Linked DNA regions of Mus musculus: region 1 is linked to region 2. Evidence: chromatin contacts called from public Hi-C data. All regions are on one chromosome and are shown on one strand. Each heading gives the region's core, a stretch centred on a gene start, on an enhancer-like site or on the middle of the called end of the contact. The rest is flanking DNA. Distances are from core to core; before and after follow the strand shown.

Region 1 (2,998 bases), core at 489-2,988, 39 kb before region 2:
GTAATGCGGGACTATAAACTGAAGTAAATGCTTTCTCCCCCAAATTGGTTTTGGTCAACTGTGTTTTATCAAAGCAAGAGAAAGATACCCACTGAACTTCCTTCCCTTTTGTCCATGTACCCTTCTTGATCACCATGTCTCATTCCCTCATCCTACCCACTGCCTGGGGAATGATAAACAGGAACTCAAGAGCAGTGAACAGCCCTGAGGCTAGATCTCACAATGCCAGGGCAGGTGACTCCCTCCTTCCAGGCACACACAGGAGCCCAGAATCCTGAGGAACCCATGCTCAGGCCCATGGTGACAATCTAACACAATAACACTCAAATGTAGAGACAAGTATAAGGTAAGGATGAATTAAACACAGCACCATAATGAAGTCCCTCTGCATCCCAGGCATTCATTTTGGCCACACCCTACACACATGAGCAAGTGTAAAATGTTTCTTACAAATGTCAACTGAACTCTGCATAGTGTTTGGTAAAAATATTTCAAAAGGAGCTGAGCAGCAGTGCCACACATCTTTAGTCCCAGCATTCAGGAGGTAGAGGCAAGCAGATCCCTGTGGGTTCATAGGCTAGTCTGGTCTATAGAGCTAGTTCTAGGACAGTAAAGGATACACAGAGAAACCCTGTCTTGAAGAAGCAACAACAAAAACAAAAACACAAAAAGAATATTTCAAAGGAGTTAAATATTTTTAAATATTTCTTCCTCTTGTTTCTCTCCTATTTTTATTTATTTGTTCTGCTTTATCTTCCATAAGCCAGTCTTGCCGTATAAGCCTGGCTCACTTATTTTGCCCAGAGTGGCTTCAAACTCCTGGCAATCCTCCTGCCTCAGCTTCCAGTGTGCTACGGTCATAAGCTCATACCATATTCCCAGGTTTTGTCCTGCTTTGGCAGGTGTGTCAGTTATACATCAATCACAAATCCAATCAACTCATCCTCTTATTCCAGAAGATGAAGTCACAGCAAGGGGAAGGGCAATACCCAAAGTATGTATGATATTACTAACAGTGTTGATGGTCGCTACAAAATGTTCTCTTGATAGATGGGAAATCTTGCCAGCTTCCAGTGAGATGATGAATTTGGGTTGCTTTTGTGGATAAGGAGTGTGCCTCACACCCTTGGTTTTGCATATTGTTGAAGGACCAGGTACTGTCACAAAAGAAAGGTAGGGGTAGGGCTCTTTAAATAGGCAGCTGAGCTATTTCCCCAAAGAGAAGAAACTAAGTGAGAGCCTGCAAACAGTCTTAGAAGGAAGAGGCTATCTGCTTGAAACAGCCACGACCTTTTGCTCAAATCCATTAATCCTCTTTATTAAACCTGGGTCACCTCTGAGTCTTGGCAAATTAACCACCATCTCCCACTGCCAGCGCATCAAGAGGCAGTGCACTGTACACTGCCTGTAATTTTCAGCGACCAGGGCTCTGGGGTCAGGGGGGCTTCCCAGGCTCTATCCTCTGCTTTTGTCAATTTAAAAGGGAACATCAGCTGCACTTGTATAAATTACAGGCCTGGCTGTACCAAGACCCACACAAAGGAGCATCTCTGCGCTGCAAGAAGGGCGTAAGAGGATGCAGGGCCAGCTGCAGGCTGCAGTGCTTGAATGTAGATGATTCTTCACTCCCAACTTCTCTAAAACAGTCGGAAGCTCAAGAGGGTCTGGTGCAAAGTCCAACATGGACGAGGGTCTCAATCACACACACTCTGTTTCACCAGGGAGAGCTGGAGTTCTCCATTGTCACTCCATTTCTGGGAGAGAAGTAGAGATAACACTGGAGCCCATTGTGAAGGGGCCAGAGCTGAAGTTAGTCAAAGGAAGCAGAGAGCCAGGGGTAGTGAAGAGCATCCAGAGTAAGAACTACCCAGGAAAGAGTCACATAGAGGACGTGGGGAAGCCTAGCACAAAATGTACTGGCCTCTCTAGAGCCTGCTTTACTCATCCAGGCCAGGTATAACTAAAACTCTTTTACCTAGAAATATAACACATTCTTCTCCTAGCTCATTACCTAAATCTGCCTAAAACTTAAACAATTCCCAGGATAGGTTAAATAAAGTGTCAGATGTGAGGCATGAACGGGATCATAGGCTCAAGCCATATGAGAATTAAAGTCCTATGGAACCTTTCATCTGTCATTACATTGCACAGTGGCTGCACTGGGAGTATACCCTACAAAATAAACAGGGTAAAGGGGCAACCATGAGGTCACTAGAAATACAGGGATACTTCTGGGGATGAAGGTTTGGATGGCTCTTGGATGGAATGATCTACAACTAGCTAAAGATCAAAAGCAGTTAGGAAAATTGAAGACCCATGGTATTTCTTTGGGGCAAACCTTGAATGTGTGTTGTACTGAGTGCTCTGCTGAGCTCACAAACACATGATGCATGGGCACACTTTGCTGTAGCTCTGTGCTTCGCACTGAGCCACAATCTCTTCCTGGACTGCATAATTAGTTTTAGGCTTGTGTCTGCTCTGCATATAGCTCACTTTCCCCTTGTCATTGTTCCTCAAAGCAGACAGCATAATCAGTATTACATAGCATTGACAATACGGTAGGTATAAAGAGCTACCTGGAGATGCTTGAAAGCACACCAGCGGATGTGCATAGGTTCCATGCGAACGCTCCATTGTATCTGAGTGTCCTAGGAGCATCCTCCGTAGGTACAAAGAGATATACATACAACTCTAAGTAATGGGTAGGAACATTATTGCCATTTCACGTGTGAGCAAACTGAGTTCTATTATTTGTCCAAATCCTCCAACCCCAGGCTGAGAAGTGAAACAGGGCCATGTCTGATTACTGCACAGTCACGAATGGAGAGCAAATGGTCCCTGTCCACGGAGGACAGCAGAAGGCATCAAGCTCCCTGCAGGTGCCAACTCTGTGCAACCTTTATCTGATGGAGAGTGAAGAATGGGGGGTGGGGAGTCTCCAGAAGCACTGATGGTAGAGTGTGGGTGGGAGGGAGATTACTGTGGAAGAAAGCATCCT
Region 2 (3,184 bases), core at 185-2,684:
TGGCATTCATGTCTGTACATATGTAAGGGAATTTAGGTCTAAGCTAATGTTTAACGGAAAACATGCTATCTCCATTTGCAACATGAGGAGAGAGAGGGAAGAGAGAGAGAGAGAGAGAGAGAGAGAGAGAGAGAGAGAGAGAGAGAGAGAGAGAGAGGAAGAAATGCCCCCTAAAGGGTGAGGTTTAGTGTGGAAGACCCAGAGACCCTTTGATGCTGCCTAAAATGTTGGCAAGCCTTCCAAGCCCCTTCAGCATTGTGTGAAAGATGCCTGCAGGCATGGTCCTCTGCTTGCAGAAGGCTCTGAAGCAATTACCAACCCTATTAAGATGTGCGGGAGTCTGCAAGGAGTCTAGCAGGCTGACTGGGGAGGGTTGCGAAGGTTGCCTTGAAGCATCTTACCTGGGTCACTGCAGACTTGGTCTGCCCAAACAAGTAAGTGCTGTGAGAAAGAGCACTGCATTAACATCTCTGCCCACCATTGGGACTCTAGCAACCCTCCACTGGGATTAGATTTCCCAACATTCGCCCGGCTTGGACCAGATCAAATCTACTAGGGAAAATTTATGTCTCTGCTGTGATGTGATGATTAGGAAGGAGAAAGTGGATTTCAAAGGCACAATCTGCCCATTTGGTGGAAGGATAAAGAAAGGACAAGAGGTGGTGGAAGGATTGTGTTAAGACAAAAAAAAATGCAGTAGAGAAAAATTCGTGAAAGAATGAGAAGGCAAACAAGGAGGTAGGGATCTGCAGTGGGAATCAAGGGAAGGGTTCAGAAGGATGGAAAAGAAGAGAGGAGAGAACGTTGGGAAGAGAGAAAAAAAAACAGGAAGGGGGGAAGAAAAAAGCATAGGAAACAGAGACGCAGAGATTACTACATTCAGAAAAACAGAGACCAGTACTGAGCGGGATGCCAGTTCCTGCTGCAGGTCCCGACAGCAGCGCTCAAGAAGGCTTTTGCGCCCCGGAGTTTAAGCCCCTCTTCTGTCACCCTTGGGACCACAGCTGGTCAATGCCAGTTGTGCCTTTCACAGAACCAGCAGCGCCTTGCAGCACGGTGCGGATCTCGAACCCAGCTCTCCCGAGAAGGGAGCAAATCGCTTGCTGTGGGCATCTGTCTGCCTGAGAGCCAGCTAGCCAGTGAGTGTGTGTGCACACGCGGCAAGCCTATCTTACTCACATGCCTCTTACACTCCCTCTTTTCCTCCTTGCCTCTCCCTCTTCCCCTTCTGCCCTAGCAGCGGCATCATTGCTCAGAGAGAGAAAACACCCTTCTTTGCTGGGTACCTGGGATGAAGAGCAGGGCAGTGGTGGCCGAGAAGACGATCCAGTAGGCGGGATGGTACATCTCGAGGCTGTGGTGCGCGGCGGCCCGGCTAGCTCCTGCTGGTGCTGCTGCTACTGCTGCTGCTACCGAGGCTGCTTCCTCTGTGCTGAATTCTGAGCAGGTTTAAATCCAATGTTTGCAAAGGGAGGGAGAGAGCAGAAGAGAGAGAGAGCGCGCGAGATGGGAGCAGGCAGACAGCGTCTCTGATTTTTTTTCCCCTTGCACATACACACAACTGCTAAGAATCATTAGCACCAATCTTCACTGGGCGCACAGCAGACCACCTCCAAGCCACATATTGGCTCCACTCTCCTGAGCGACACCGGGAGACTTTCCTGTTGGGAAGGCTCCACTCCGAGGGGAGTTGAAGCCTGTCCCTTGCGCACCCCCCTCACCGCGCAGCAGTACTGCTGGGATCTGTGTGAGTATGCCAGTGTGCTTCGCATGGGCACACCCGCTCCTGGGTGGGCAGCAGGAGGGGTCTAATGCCCTTTCCTAAATCTTACCCCAGCAGGTCTCGGGACACAAGGATCAGGAAAGGGCTGCTTCCTGGCAGAAATTGACTAATGCTCATGCCAAGACCTTATCATTCCTTCTTCCTGGTCTCCAGCCCAGGATGCAGCCAGAGCTTTGCTCACAGGCTGCTCAAAGGCATCAAGTCCCCATCCCGCCAGCAAGAGTACTTGAAAGCAGCCTAACTCCCCAGCTGGAAAATGGACATGTTCAGGTTTTTTTTTTTTTTCTCATCAAAGATACAGGGAATCTAATTTGAGCCAGCTCCCCCAAATTAGAGCATTAGGGAATTCTACCAAGACAAAACCCCAAACAATTGCCATGATCCCAGCACACTTAGATAGGGACATCCAGATTAGGTCTTAAGGAAGAAGAGACTTGCAGAAGTCCTCAGAAGAAGGCTCACAGCCATGCCTGTGACTTTGACCTTTCTTTTCTTTTCCTTCCTTCCTTCCTTCCTTCCTTCCTTCCTTCCTTCCTTCCTTCCTTCCTTCCTTCCTTTTCCTTTCTTCTTTCTTCTTTCTTCTTTCTTTCTTTCTTTCTTCTTTTTTCTTTCTTTTTTCTTTTCTCTCTTTCTCTCTCTCTCTTTCTTTCTTTCTTCTTTCTTTCTTTCTTTCTTTCTTTCTTTCTTCAAAAGATTTAAATAAAAAAAAAGTTGCAGGCTGCTCACCTGAAACAGAGGGCCAGCCATCCTTCACCTCCTTCAATGGCCAATGACTGACGGGGGAAGAAAAGAGAAGAGGCTTGAGTGCCTAGGGAATAATAATCTTTCTTTCTTTCTTTCTTTCTTTCTTTCTTTCTTTCTTTCTTTCTTTCTTTCTTTCACCATGATCCAATTTGCATCTGTGTAATCATAGTTTATAGGAACACTACAGAAGGCAGCCAAAACACACTCTATCTGTCCTCCCTGGAATGTGAATTGCACACTGCTGCATGGCCCCTGAACTCTGTGAAAGGGCAGTGAGAAGAGCACTGGATATTACGGAGGTTCTGGAGAAAGTACCTCTGTTACCAGGTTTTCTCCAAAGACCCCATGCCTGCTGGGATTCCTCCCCAGCTCTGTGCATGTGCTCTACTTCTTATATGTGAGTGACTTTCCAGGTGACATTCTCCCTTCCTCCCTGGTTGTTTCTGTGATGTATTTCCAGCACCGCCTATGGGACAGGGAAGTACAGGTGTTAATTCAGCTGCCCCCACCAGAGTTCTACCCCGTAGACACCAGTACCCTAAATTTTCAGTTCAGCAACTACCAGTGACTTGAGAAACATTCCATGGCTAATGAGTCCAGATCCAAACCCAAGTCTGCACTATCATAAAACCAGTTTTGATGAAGAAGAAGGATGCA

Evidence for each region. A called contact is a pair of places that touch in the nucleus more often than the background predicts.
Region 1: a contact with region 2 is called in a Hi-C map of the N1E-115 cell line, with 3 times the contacts expected there. The contact joins the enhancer-like site here to the promoter of Opcml in region 2. A contact is called at or near these places in 3 of 39 promoter capture datasets (embryonic stem cells, pre-B cells and stem cell-derived epiblast-like cells), 2 of 484 Hi-C or Micro-C datasets (the N1E-115 cell line and embryonic stem cells), 2 of 115 datasets of contacts at active chromatin or transcription factors (embryonic fibroblasts and embryonic stem cells) and 4 of 9 other capture datasets (adipose tissue, embryonic stem cells, liver and 1 more).

The regions. Positions count from the first base shown.
Region 1 is chr9:27,829,126-27,832,123 of GRCm38.p6, reverse strand. All of the region lies in intron 1 of Opcml (opioid binding protein/cell adhesion molecule-like), which reads right to left. Among named protein-coding and RNA genes, the nearest start is that of Opcml, 39 kb to the right of the region's middle. Within about 2 kb of position 1,738, at least 9 of the 459 cell types and tissues checked have an H3K27ac peak or open chromatin away from gene starts, as enhancers often do. A contact at or near this core is called in the N1E-115 cell line, where this site is marked.
Region 2 is chr9:27,789,549-27,792,732 of GRCm38.p6, reverse strand. Opcml (opioid binding protein/cell adhesion molecule-like) reads right to left here and starts at 1,434. Exons shown (of 8, transcript NM_177906.5): 1 at 1,287-1,434. The coding sequence starts at 1,347. It overlaps Gm39314 (a long non-coding RNA gene), which reads left to right and starts at 1,664. Exons shown (of 3, transcript XR_870601.1): 1 at 1,664-1,747.